2 separate regions of the Sus scrofa genome follow, and region 2 is linked to region 1. The links are chromatin contacts, called in public promoter capture Hi-C maps. All regions are on one chromosome and are shown on one strand. Each heading gives the region's core, a stretch centred on a gene start, on an enhancer-like site or on the middle of the called end of the contact. The rest is flanking DNA. Distances are from core to core; before and after follow the strand shown. Region 1 holds the start of MAN1C1 (mannosyl-oligosaccharide 1,2-alpha-mannosidase IC). Region 2 overlaps MAN1C1 (mannosyl-oligosaccharide 1,2-alpha-mannosidase IC).

Region 1 (5,795 bases), core at 860-3,359:
AATGCACAACATTCTCTGGTTTGTAGGTTGCTGGCTTGATTACAAAATACTTGCAAGACACCAAATACCCCCCAAATCCTTGATTTCCAGGTAGTAGATTCTACAGGAGTTTGGGAGAAGTCGTGACTGAAGGACACACATTAAGAAAGAACGTGGCCTTGGTCCCTTCAAGGAGAAAGGTTGTCCATTAATGAACCTTACTAGCAACTCCATCAAAATCTTATCGGCAACCCTACAAAGAGAGGGAGCAGAGCCCACCTGGACTGAGGACTGGACTAGAAAGACCAGAGTCTGCAGATGGGGCAAAGTTGGTCCAGTGGTTCAGCTACCACCTGCTAGGCGTGGGGATGATTAACTGAACCCAGTGGTGGAAAAGTGTGCAGGAAGGAGTGAAGGTAGGAAGTTTTGGAGGAGAGAGGAGGGTGCAGAGTGTGCCTAGAGGGCCTAGAGTAGACCAGCGTGCAGGGGAGTGACTGGGGCCCAGGGCAAATGGATGGAAGCACAGTGGGTCTTTTCTTTCATGAGGGAAAGACAGTCCTTACCTCCTTGATTTTCTCCCGTTGGGTTTGAACTAGGCTCTGGGGCTCCTTACTCTTGTTGGCCCCAGTCCCCAGGACCGGGTGGCGGAGGCGGCTCCTGAAGGCGTTGAAGTCAAAGCTAGACTGGATGCTCCCCTCCTGGGGTCTGAGGGGGGCCGCGGCAACCTCCTCCCGTAACTCAACGAGGCGGGTGCGCCTTGGCCATCCTTTCCGACTGCGGGGACTGGCTTGGCTGCTGGGATCGTCCTTGCCTGGTGCTGGAGCCGCGGGGGCCGGGTTGGGAGGTGACTCCGGCTCGCGGGCCAGAGAGTGGCCGGCGACTTGGGCCACTGCCTCCATGCCGGGCTGCTGGGTCCGGGGGGCCAGGAAGAGGCGCTTGAGGCGAGAAGAGTTGGGCAGCAGGAAGAGGGCCCCGAAGCACAGGGTGATGAGGCCGGAGAGGAAGAGAAGGAAGAGGAACTTCTGCGGCAGCCGCAGCCCCCACGAGGAGGCCGGGACGAAGCCGGGCACTTTCCTCATGAGCATCGTGGCCGGGCACAGGGCTAGGGACAGTCAGCTCCAGCCAGGCCCCTGAGGCCCTTGGAGTCCAGGCACTTGTCAGCTGGGGGCTCGGGGAGAGTAGGTCGTCGAGGAGCGTCTCTCGGGGTGGGTGTCCCTGAGAGCTTCGCCTCTCGGGGACGGCTCCTGAAGTTCAGGGAGTTTGGGGCGCGTCCTCCCGCGCCGGGGTGGGGGCGCAGCGACCTCGGCGGGGCCCGGGCGAGCGAGGCGGCGGGGCCCGGGCCCGCAAGGGTCGGCCGCCTGCCGCAGCCCTTTCTCCGGCCGCCGCTCAGCCCCTCCTCGCAGCGGCCGGAGCTCCCGGGGCCCGCGCCTTCCCGCGCTGCGGCCGCCGCCGGGGCCGTCACATGCCGTCCACGGCGCCCACGCTGTTGGCGCGGAGGGGAGCCCGCAGGCCTCGTCCCCGCGCCGAGCCGCCCTCAACCCCTCGGCCCAAAGTTTTAGCCTCAGAAGCAGTTTCCAGAAGGGGCCACCTTCTGGGGGCGAAGCGGCAGCGGGGCTGGAGTGTCAGTGGCGCTCAGAGAGCGCGCCGGCCCAGCCGGGTCGCGGCAGTGCCGGGGCTCGGCTAAGGGGACGCGTCCACAACTTTGCTCCGCCGCGGAGCGGGCGCCGGCGAGCGGGAGCAGACACTTCGGAGCCTGCAGGGGTAGGGGCTTCCCGGGTCCCCAGGAGCAGAGGGATGCCCGAGCCCTGGTCCGGTGCCCGGCACCGTCCGCGACCAGCCGCGGCGGGGCGGCTGCAGCTGCGCCCGGGAGTGCGAGCTCCCGCCCCGCCAACTCGGTGGGGCTCCGGGTTCCTGCTGGGATCACCTGTTCCCGGTCCCCGCCGGCTCCGCGGAGCGCGCAGTCCCGGCTGCGCCTCCCCCGCTGCAGCTGGCCTCCTCTCAGCGGCCGCTCCAGACGGGCCGCTGCAGCCGCAGGCTGAGCCTCCTCCACCGCCGCCGCCGCCGCCGCCGCCACCGCCGGCGCCGCCGCTGCCGAGCCTGCGCCCCACAGGCGCGCACACCGCCCGGACGCCCCCGCCGCTGCCGCCGCAGCTCCGGCTTTCACTGAGACAGCACCCTCGGCCCCGCCTCCCGTCGGGCCACGCCCTCGGGCCACGCCCACTGCGCGCGTCCCGCGGTCCACCACCGCCGCGGCGCCGCAGCCAGGCCAATGGCCTCGCGGCTGGAGTAAGGAGTGCAGGGCCTGAGCCCGGGTGGGGAGAGGAGCTGGGACTCCAAGCCACGCCCCCTTCCTCAAAGGGCCGGCGCCGAGCACACTACCCCCACCCCCACCCCGCCCCATCCCGCCGGCACCAATGGTCCAGTTGCGCGGGGTTGGCGAGGGCGGGGGTGGAGAGCGGAGCGAGGTCATTGGCTGCCTCGGAGGGATCCCCGTTGGGCCGCAGTCGCCCATTGGTTAGTGCCCAGCATTCTCTGGACTGGGAGAGACCGAGACACCGCCTCCCACCCTTGTCCCCGCCCTCGCCGCTACAGTTGTCGGTCCCCCGGAGGGGGCACGAGCCCCAGCTGGTCTGGAGGGTTCTCGTAGTGGTTTGGTAATCTCACTCACCCCTCTGTGCCAGTCCGGGATTGGCGGGGAGCTGGAGGCCTGCCCAGGGAACCCGAGAGCTTCCGCAGGGGCGGCCGTGGTGCTGCTGTGGCAGGCTGTGAGGAAGGGCTGGCTGGAGCCAAGCCAACCCGGCGGTTGGGCCGGGCTAAGGCAGTGTTTCCACTAGACCCCCTCCCGCAGACCACAACTCTGCCTTCCTTTTCCCACAGCCCCAAACCAGGCCGGCCCCCTGGGTAGGGCAGATAAAGAAGCTAACCGCAGCGGTGCCAGAGCAAGGAAGGAGAAGGAACCTTGGTCATGTGCGCAGAAGACCATACACATCAGGTGATGTGCGTACCCAGATGCCTGCGTGTGTTTATGTGCACATGTGTGCTCCAGTGCATAGACATGGATGCACTCAGAGATTGCATGTGGGTGTGTACCTGCACACAAACATACACTTAATTTAGGTATGGACGCCAAGTGATTTTCCAAAGTACATGAAGACATATCAGTACAAGTACTGACATGCACAAACTCAGACACACAATAGATAGGTTCAAAAACATGCACTTATACACACAGTCAGGCTTATATTCCTAGACACAGGTGTATCTCAACCCCAAGACCCTCACACCTTCCTTCCAGGATTCAATTCTCTCTGCATCTTCCCTTTCTGTTAAACCAAACCCAAGGCAGAGAAACATTGTGTTGTGTGGGTCTTTCATGCAAGACACTTTATAGAGACAAATAGCAGAGGGAGAGACAAATTAAGAGGTGTAATAGGCAAGAGGGAAAATATCTGCTTTCAGCTGTAATTTAAAATGAAATGCAGTGTTGATGAGACAGAAAATACTGCAGGGAGGCCTTTGCTACAGAAGAAGTAGCCCAGGCAGGCTCTCACCTCATAAATCTTGCTTCTTCCCTGAGGCCTTTTACATGATGGGCCACTGGGACTCAGACATCCTTCTACCTCTGGCCAGGCCACTGACAGCAGACCCTCCCCTGATATTCAAACATCCTGAGTGTGCAAATCTCTTTCAATTGAAAACAAAAGATTGCTCTGGGTAACAGGTGCAAATATTTTGGTCACTCCCAACCCCACAAGTACACCCAACTTAAATGTCAATTCTGATTCAGATGTTTCAGTCTCTCATGAGTTTGACTGGCAGGAGTCAATTCCCTGGAACCAGCTGTGAACATCAGAGACAAGCATGTGACCCACCGGGATGCTGGCTAGGCTCCTTCCAATCTCCAACACACAAGCATCTCCCTCCCAGGACCCACGTTAGGAAGGGGGAGCCTTGTCTTTGGAGAACCAGGCAGCACCCCACATAGCTCTACATTGAGAGTGTAGGAGAATCACTGTTTAAAGTCCCCCGAGAAGGGAGGACCCAGGAGAAGGGGAGGAGGGTGAGGCTGAGGCTCAGAAGGCTGTGTCTGTTGGGACTCGTTCCTTACTGTCATTGTCACATCTAGACCTGTCTGGGACACTGGTGAGCCGGGATAGAAAATGAGGCTACAGCAGGAATCCACAGACTCAGGCTACAAAAGCCAGAGCCCAGAAAGGACAACTCCATTTCAACCCGATGCCGTGTTGATGATTATACTGGTTGGTGATACCATAACCTTTTACAATCTCCCTAACAAGCTTGCTGAAACTCTGGAAGTCTCCATCCCCCAAACACCCCAGCCCCCATGAACCTGACTCACACTGCGGCTCTTTCTTCTCTCACTGGATTTTTAATATTGACAAGCTGTTCCACAGCAGACTTAGTTCCTCATGGCAAGGACCATGGCTCAGTCACCTCTCTGACTGCCCTAGGTCTTATCTGCACATAGGCACTGTGTTTGTTGAGTAATGAATGAATAAATAAGTGAGTAGATGCCCATTTCACAAAATAAACTGAGGCTCAGGGGAGGGAATAATAATGAACCAACATTTTCTTCTTCTCCTTCTCCTTTTTCTTCTTCCTCCTCTCCCACTCTTCCTCCTGTTCTCCTTCTTCTCCTCCTCCCCCTCCCCCTCCTCCTTTTTTGGGCTGTGCCTGCAGCATGCAGAGGTTCCCAGACCAGGGATGGAAGTGCACCACAGCAGTGACAATGCCAGATCCTAACCCACTGTGCTGCAAGAGAACCCCATGAACCAACATTTTCTACGTGCCGAATAATATGGCCTCATTTACTTTTCAGAACACTCTTACGAAGTAGATATTATGACTAGACTCATTTTACAGATAAGAATACTAAGGCTAGAGAGATTGAGCATACGTTAACAGGTATATTTCTCAGTTCAATTCAGGAACTTGAGTGGGACTGGGAAGAGAAATGAATAGTCATTTTAAAATCTATTCCGTCGACAAACATTTATTGAAATTAGATGCTAGGCATTTCACCAGTCTTGGAGTGGATACAAAGATGAAAAAAGCGTGGTCCCTGTGATTACTGATTCATTCATACAGTAAAGAACTATTTATTAAACACCTACTATGTGCCAGGTACAGAGGGGCTGGAGATAACAGCCCTAGATAAGGTAAATGTGAAGCCTAACTTTCTTGTCTAAGAGGCGACAGGGGCTGGTTCAGCCTGTCAGGAAGGGATTCACCATGCCCTGGGTGCTGTGCTGAGTGCTTGCTCTCTCTCATCCTCTCTGCTCTCACAAAGGCCCTCTCTGCAGTAGGCTTTGTGATCCCAACCTAACAGATGGAGAAACTCAGGCTCAGGGGTGTGACATGACTTATCCACAGTCACACAGGGAATTACCTGCAAGTATAAGAGAAAAGCAGACTCATCGAATCCCAGATTCTATTGTCTTTCTGTTAACAATACTAATAGAAACTAAGATTAATAGAGCACACACTATGTGCCAAGCCCTTATAATAGCGTTTTATAGAAGCTCCATTATTTTGACTCTTACAACCACCCCATGAGACAGGTGCTCTTATTACTGACATTTTACAGAAGAGGAAACTAAAGCACAGAGATGTTAAGGACATTATCCAATGTCACACAGCTGGGAAATGGCAGAGGGGGGATTTGAAATCCAGCTGGTTAGGCTCCAGAGCCCTTTATGTCTTTCAGAGTCTATTGCTCCCGGCTGCATAATGCCAGGAGAGCAGGTGCTATAGGGAGTCAGAGCTGAGAAAGAGCACTGGCCTCAGGCAAAATT
Region 2 (5,719 bases), core at 1,961-4,460, 63 kb before region 1:
GACAGTGTGGGGAGCGGGTAGTGAAGGAAGACTCTGCTGACCACTCCTTCTGCCACAAAGAGCACTGGGGCAGCTGGCCTGCGAGCCGCAGTTCACCTGCGGAAGGTAAGGCAGGAGGAGCAGAGGCCGTCTCCAGACCAGGGCGGAGCTGGCAGTGAGGGCGGCTCTGCCCTGGGGAGCATAAGCCTGGGAAACTGAGGCTTTGAACATGGGCAATCTGGGGGCTTTATTAAAGGGGAGGCAGCACTCAGCAGGAGGCTAATATTAAGCACACTGACAACAGCAAGCATTGGCGAGGAAAATGGAACTAGAACTCTCATACCTAGCTGGTGGGACTATTGGTCTATCACTTTGGAAAGCCGGCAGCATTCAACTAAAGCTCAAAGTATGGATACAGAAAGACCCGGCAGTTCAAATCCTGGGTAGGTCCCAACATAGATACCGCCTGTTTCCACCAAAATCACGGACCAAAGTGGTGATAAACAACCAACATGTAAATGGTGCAGCTACAGTGGAAAACAGGCTAGCAGTTCCTCCAAAAGGTGCACACAGAGTTCCCACAGGATCCAGCAATTCCACTCCCAGGCATATACCAAGAGAAACAAAAGTCTACATCCATACAAAACCTTATACATGAATGTTCACAGCAGCATCGTTTGTTTCGGGGGTTTTTGGTTTTTTTTTGGTCACCCCATGGCATATGGAGTTCCTGGGCCAGGGATCAGAGCCAAGCCACAATTGTGACCTAAAGCCAGATGCTTTAACCCATTGTGCCAGGCTGGGGATCAAATTTCCATCCTGGCACTGCATAGATGCTGCCAATCTTGTGCCACAGTGGGAACTCCAGCATCATTTGTAATAGCCAAGAAAAGCAGACACGATCCAAATGTCCACTGATGGTTACACAAAATGTGACAAGCCCATGCAATGGAATGTTGTTTGTCAATATAAAGGAATGAAGTACTGCTACCTGCTACAATGTGGTTGAACCTCAAAACATTATCTCAGGGAGTTCTTTTATCGCGGCGCAGTGGAAATGAATCCAACTAGCATCCATGAAGATGCGGGTTCCATCCCTGGCCTTGCTCAGTGGGTCAGGGATCTGGCGTTGCTGTGAGCTACAGTGTAGGCTTCAGACGTGGCTCAGATCCTGTATTGCTGTGGCTGTGGTGTAGGCTGGCAGCTGTAGCTCAGATTTGATCCCTAGCCTGGGAACCTCCATATGCCACAGGTGCAGCCTTAAAAAACAAAAACAAAAAAATAAACTAAAAAATATAAAAATCATTATTAAAAAAAATTATGCTCAGTGAAAGAAGCCAGTCACAAAAGGGGCTGTATTATATGGCTCCTTTTATACAGAGTGTTCAGAATAGAAGAATTGATAAAGGGATGGAAAGTAGATTAGTGGTGGCCTAGGGCTGGTAGAGGAGGGAGGGCTGGGGAGAAATGGGGGGTGACAGCTAATGGGTACAGGATTTCCTTTGGGGATACTGAAAATGTTTTAAAAATGACTGTGGTGATGGTTGCAAATTGAATCAAAGTCACTGCATTTTATTTTTATTGCTTTTAAATTTTAATTAAAGTACAGTTGACTACATTTTAAACAAAAAAACAAAAAGTGTTTATAGCAGCTTTGCTCATAATTACCAAATAACCAGGAACAAAAATGTCTAGCAACAGCAGAATGGATGAACTTGGGGGAGAAAAAATGAACCCTTCATGACATGATTATGAGTGAAAAAAGTAAACTCTAAAAGTGCACACAGTATGACAGGACATTTTAAAGCAGACAAAACAAACCTAAGGTGACAAGTCAGAACCAATGGGGACTGCTGACCAGGGAGGGTCTGGGGGAGCTTCTGGGGTAACAGAAGGGCCCTCTATCTTGACCTGTGGGGTGGTGACAGGGGTGCATCCACATGTAAAATTCCTTGGGCTATGCACTTAAGATTTGTGCATTTTACTGTAAATTGTAAGTTACATCTTAATTTTTAAAAAAATAATTAAAAAGGAAAAAAAAGATAGAGGCTCAAGTTAAAGGACCAGGGTTCAATTCCTGGCTGTCAGACCTTCCGAGTGCCCTGTCCCTCTGTGCGTCTTTCCCCATCCTTCGATGCTGGACCAGATGGTTTCAAAGAATCCACCTGGCATGGACAGTCTGAGATTCTGTGAATTCGCAGACCTATTTGTTACTGAGTTTGCTGGGAAATCTGGCAAGTGCTTGCCATTAATGCAAGGAAGCAAAGAGGGCTGGCTGGCTGCTGCGGGCTCTGCCTTGTTTCCAAGGAAGGGAAGGCCTATGGAAATTGGGCAGGAACACGTCACCCCCAGGAGGGAATGTCAGTTTCAATATGAATCATCTCATGCTTCCCCGGTAACTTGCTCTGGGAATAGATACCCTGACTCACTCCTCTCCAACAGGCACAAGACTTGCTACTAAAATTTCAGATTTCAACAGAAACTGCGTAGCCCAAATAGCCTCTCAGAGGCGGGAAAAAAAATGAGCCCTAGTAACGAGCTGAGAATCACAGAGGGGACAGTGAGGGCCCAGGGTGCCAACCTCTTTGTACTGAAGCCGAGTCGAGACCCAGAGGAGGTCGCGGGCTCAGGTGGCTGCTGGTGCCGGGCTGGGGCAGGGACCCAAGGCTCCAAGCCTCAAGTTTTCTTTTCACAACAACCTGCTGCTATATTTTCTAGAGACATAAATGATGCTCTGTGCTGGTGGGAAGTCTTTTAAACAAAAAGAGAAAGAAAAAAACAGCAAAGATGCATCTTAATTAGAAACCGCTTGGGGGGAAAATATCTTTCTGGTAGGAGGGTGCAGAGCAGCGCGGCCTGAGTGGTCAGCAGCATGAGAGCGTGGCAGTCGGCAGGCCAACTGAGAGGTGAGCGCTCTGCTTTGCTAATCACCCAGCGTCACTCCAGGGACATTCTGGTCTTTAGAAGCTGGCCGAGGAATCGTGGATGTGTCACGCAAGGCCACAGGGAGGCCACCACCGGCTGCAGCATCTGACCAGAAACTGCCAGTCCTGCCTGGCCTTCCCATGCGTGGGGTTAATACTTTCCTCCCATTTTCTTCCTGGTGCTAAAGGCCATTTGCCTGTGACTGGTGTTTCTAATCCATTTCCTCTGTGCTTTGACAGCCTCTGGCCTCCGGATGGAGCAGCCCCGGCTCCCAAGACATGTGACTGCCGGGAAGGTTTGCTCGCTGCCCTGTAGCCTGACCCATTCTACCCAAGGAATTGCAACATCACCACCTCCGGGGCTGATGACAGCGCTTTCTCAAAACAAACTCAAAGCCGGGGTCAGGAATGTGCACCACCGCCTGCCAAAATCAGGGAGCATCATTGCCTGATATTGATCTTCCAAGAGCTATGGATATTTGGTGTTTTGTTTTTGTTTTTCAGAAAAAAAGAAAAAACAAACCTCCAAAAAACAAAACTTACAAAAGAGGATATGGCATTTTCAGCCAGAGAAGTCCCAGTGCTCTGTCACCCAATAAAAGAGGAGACAGGGAAGGGGCTGGGAAGGGTGTATCTGCCCTCCGGGAAGGAAAAGTCCTTTATGAGGGCTTCGTAGGTGCTGGGCACTGCACTGGGGCTACCTAGCTCTGCCCTCCCTCTTTTATAGGTGGGTAAACTGAGCTTCAGAGCACTTTCTGACTTGCCCCATTTAATTCAGCTGGTAAACGCCAGGAATCTGAACCCTGGCATAGCTCCCAAGTCAAAACTGCTGCCACTCAGAAACAAATTCAGAGAGCTGTGGAAACAGCATGGAGATCTATGGAAAACTGTTTATCTTTTGAAAACAGTTTTCAAAACTGTCTGCAAAGTGTGTACCTCCCCACAGCCACACTGCGGAGCGGCTTTCTAACCTACAGAAGGACCCAGGAAGACTGGAGTGTGTGTGTGTGTGTGTGTGTGCATGTGTGTGCACCTGCACACACACGTAGAGACTATGAACACTGTACAGAAGGCACAGCTAAGTCACACGCCAAAACGCAGTTGTAAAAATGATATCTTGGGGCCTGGATTTATTCCCTCTCCAATATCATATTTGCTCCGTTTACAAGGCAAAGGTGATTTTTCTCTCTGCGAAGGCCGACCATTCGCAGCCTGTGATCTAAAAATCGTGCCGTGCTCATTTTGCCTCTTAGCTCACCCAAGGCTGTAAATCATCTCTGGAAACAGGGATTTGGTCAGGCAGTTCTACTGGGGATTCACCAGGCAGAGGCAGAATCCAATCTGGGGCCCTCACGGTCACCCCGAGCTGGCTCGCAGCAGGGGGACGTTGCTTCCAGCCGCAGATGCACCTCTCTCCTTCACAGAGAAGATGCCTGGGATCAGAGCCGCTGACTAAGCAAGACTGCTGCTCTTTCAGGGTCAGTCTGCTGATTCCCAATGTACTTTGTGACGGAGGAGGTCATGGCAGCTGCAGAGGATGAGCGGGACAGAGCACAGCAGGAGCGGGATGAAGGGCTTCAGGGAAAACAGAGCAGGTAGGGACCTCAGGGGCAATTCATCCATTTGGCAATATTGATTGAGAGCCTACTGTGTGACAGCCACTATTTTTTTCTTTCCTTGGAATATAATTATTCTCACAATTATTTTATAACAAATGTAACAATCATGGCTGCAGCTTATGGTTAATGCATGCCTATGGGCAAGGATGTTAAAGCACATGGGCAGGTTTTATACACATCAGCTTTCTCTAACCCTCACCACTGCTGAGTGAAGTGGGTATTATCTTCATTGTATAGATGGAGAAACTGAGGTGCAGAGAGTTTAAGAAACTTGCCTAAGGTCACAGAACTAGTAAGTGCTAGAACCGGGATTCAAACTCAGGCTGGTCTGGTTCACAAATCCATGCTCTTCGCAGCTCATCATGCTGATGGCTAAAGGCATGTTTTGCAAGTAGATATTTTTAGGTTACTGGGCAGAGGTAAAATATTTTTCCTGTGGTGGGAGAAAAGAAAGAAATTGGAATCTTTTTTGCCAAAATACTCAGGTGATGTCCAACAAATAATGATGCTTTCAGATGGGTGGCTGCAGACACTGCCCTACGTAGTACATGTCTTTCTGTGCTTCCATGAGGGCAGTGGAGCAGAAGACGCAATGCCACCAACCCTGAGACTGTCTCTCTGTTCCCACTCCCTTTTCTACAGCCATGCTTGGGGTCACTGGGGGACAGGGCAGCATGGTGATTTATGGCTTGGGTTTTGGAGTCAGACTCCTGTGATTAAATCCTGCTCTACAAATGTGTGACTAAGCAAGTCCTAAAACTCGCCAAGTCTCCGTTTCCTCATCTGTAAAATGGGGATATGTGGTAATGTATACCTTCCCAGGGCTGCGAGGAGGACAGGAGAGAATGCAGCTAGGTGCCTGGTGTGATGCACGTACAGGAAGCAGGAGGGCTCCTGGCCCCGAAATCATATACATCCTGAAAGATGACTTGCTGTTGCGAGAGTTCTGAGAATGTCTAGCTCCTAGCAGTGATCTGGCCAGGACCACTCTGTGCTCTGACAATCTGGCTAATCTCAGAGTGGGTGGTGGAAAGAGCAAAGTGCTGGGACTCAGGCCACGAGAGTTCAAATTCCTACAGTTAACATGCTGTGCCACCGGGTGGGTCCCTTTCCCTCTCTGAGCTTGGTTTCCCTGGCTCTAAGATGAGGCAGTCAGACTTGGTGCCAAAGGGCCTCTTTGATGGCGACCTCCCAAGA

What was found. Promoter capture Hi-C pulls out the DNA fragments that hold promoters and counts their contacts.
Region 2: a contact with region 1 is called in a promoter capture Hi-C map of liver, with 5 times the contacts expected there. The contact joins the enhancer-like site here to the promoter of MAN1C1 in region 1. A contact is called at or near these places in 2 of 5 promoter capture datasets (both in liver), 9 of 47 Hi-C or Micro-C datasets (alveolar macrophages, blood, embryonic fibroblasts and 3 more) and 2 of 2 datasets of contacts at active chromatin or transcription factors (alveolar macrophages and skeletal muscle).

What each region holds. Positions count from the first base shown.
Region 1 is chr6:83,086,256-83,092,050 of Sscrofa11.1, reverse strand. It overlaps MAN1C1 (mannosyl-oligosaccharide 1,2-alpha-mannosidase IC), which reads right to left and starts at 2,109. Exons shown (of 12, transcript XM_021095595.1): 1 at 543-2,109. The coding sequence starts at 1,064.
Region 2 is chr6:83,150,517-83,156,235 of Sscrofa11.1, reverse strand. The region is part of intron 2 of MAN1C1 (mannosyl-oligosaccharide 1,2-alpha-mannosidase IC); the gene reads right to left. Among named protein-coding and RNA genes, the nearest start is that of MAN1C1, 63 kb to the right of the region's middle. Within about 2 kb of position 3,210, at least 36 of the 83 cell types and tissues checked have an H3K27ac peak or open chromatin away from gene starts, as enhancers often do. A contact at or near this core is called in alveolar macrophages, embryonic fibroblasts, liver and 1 more, where this site is marked.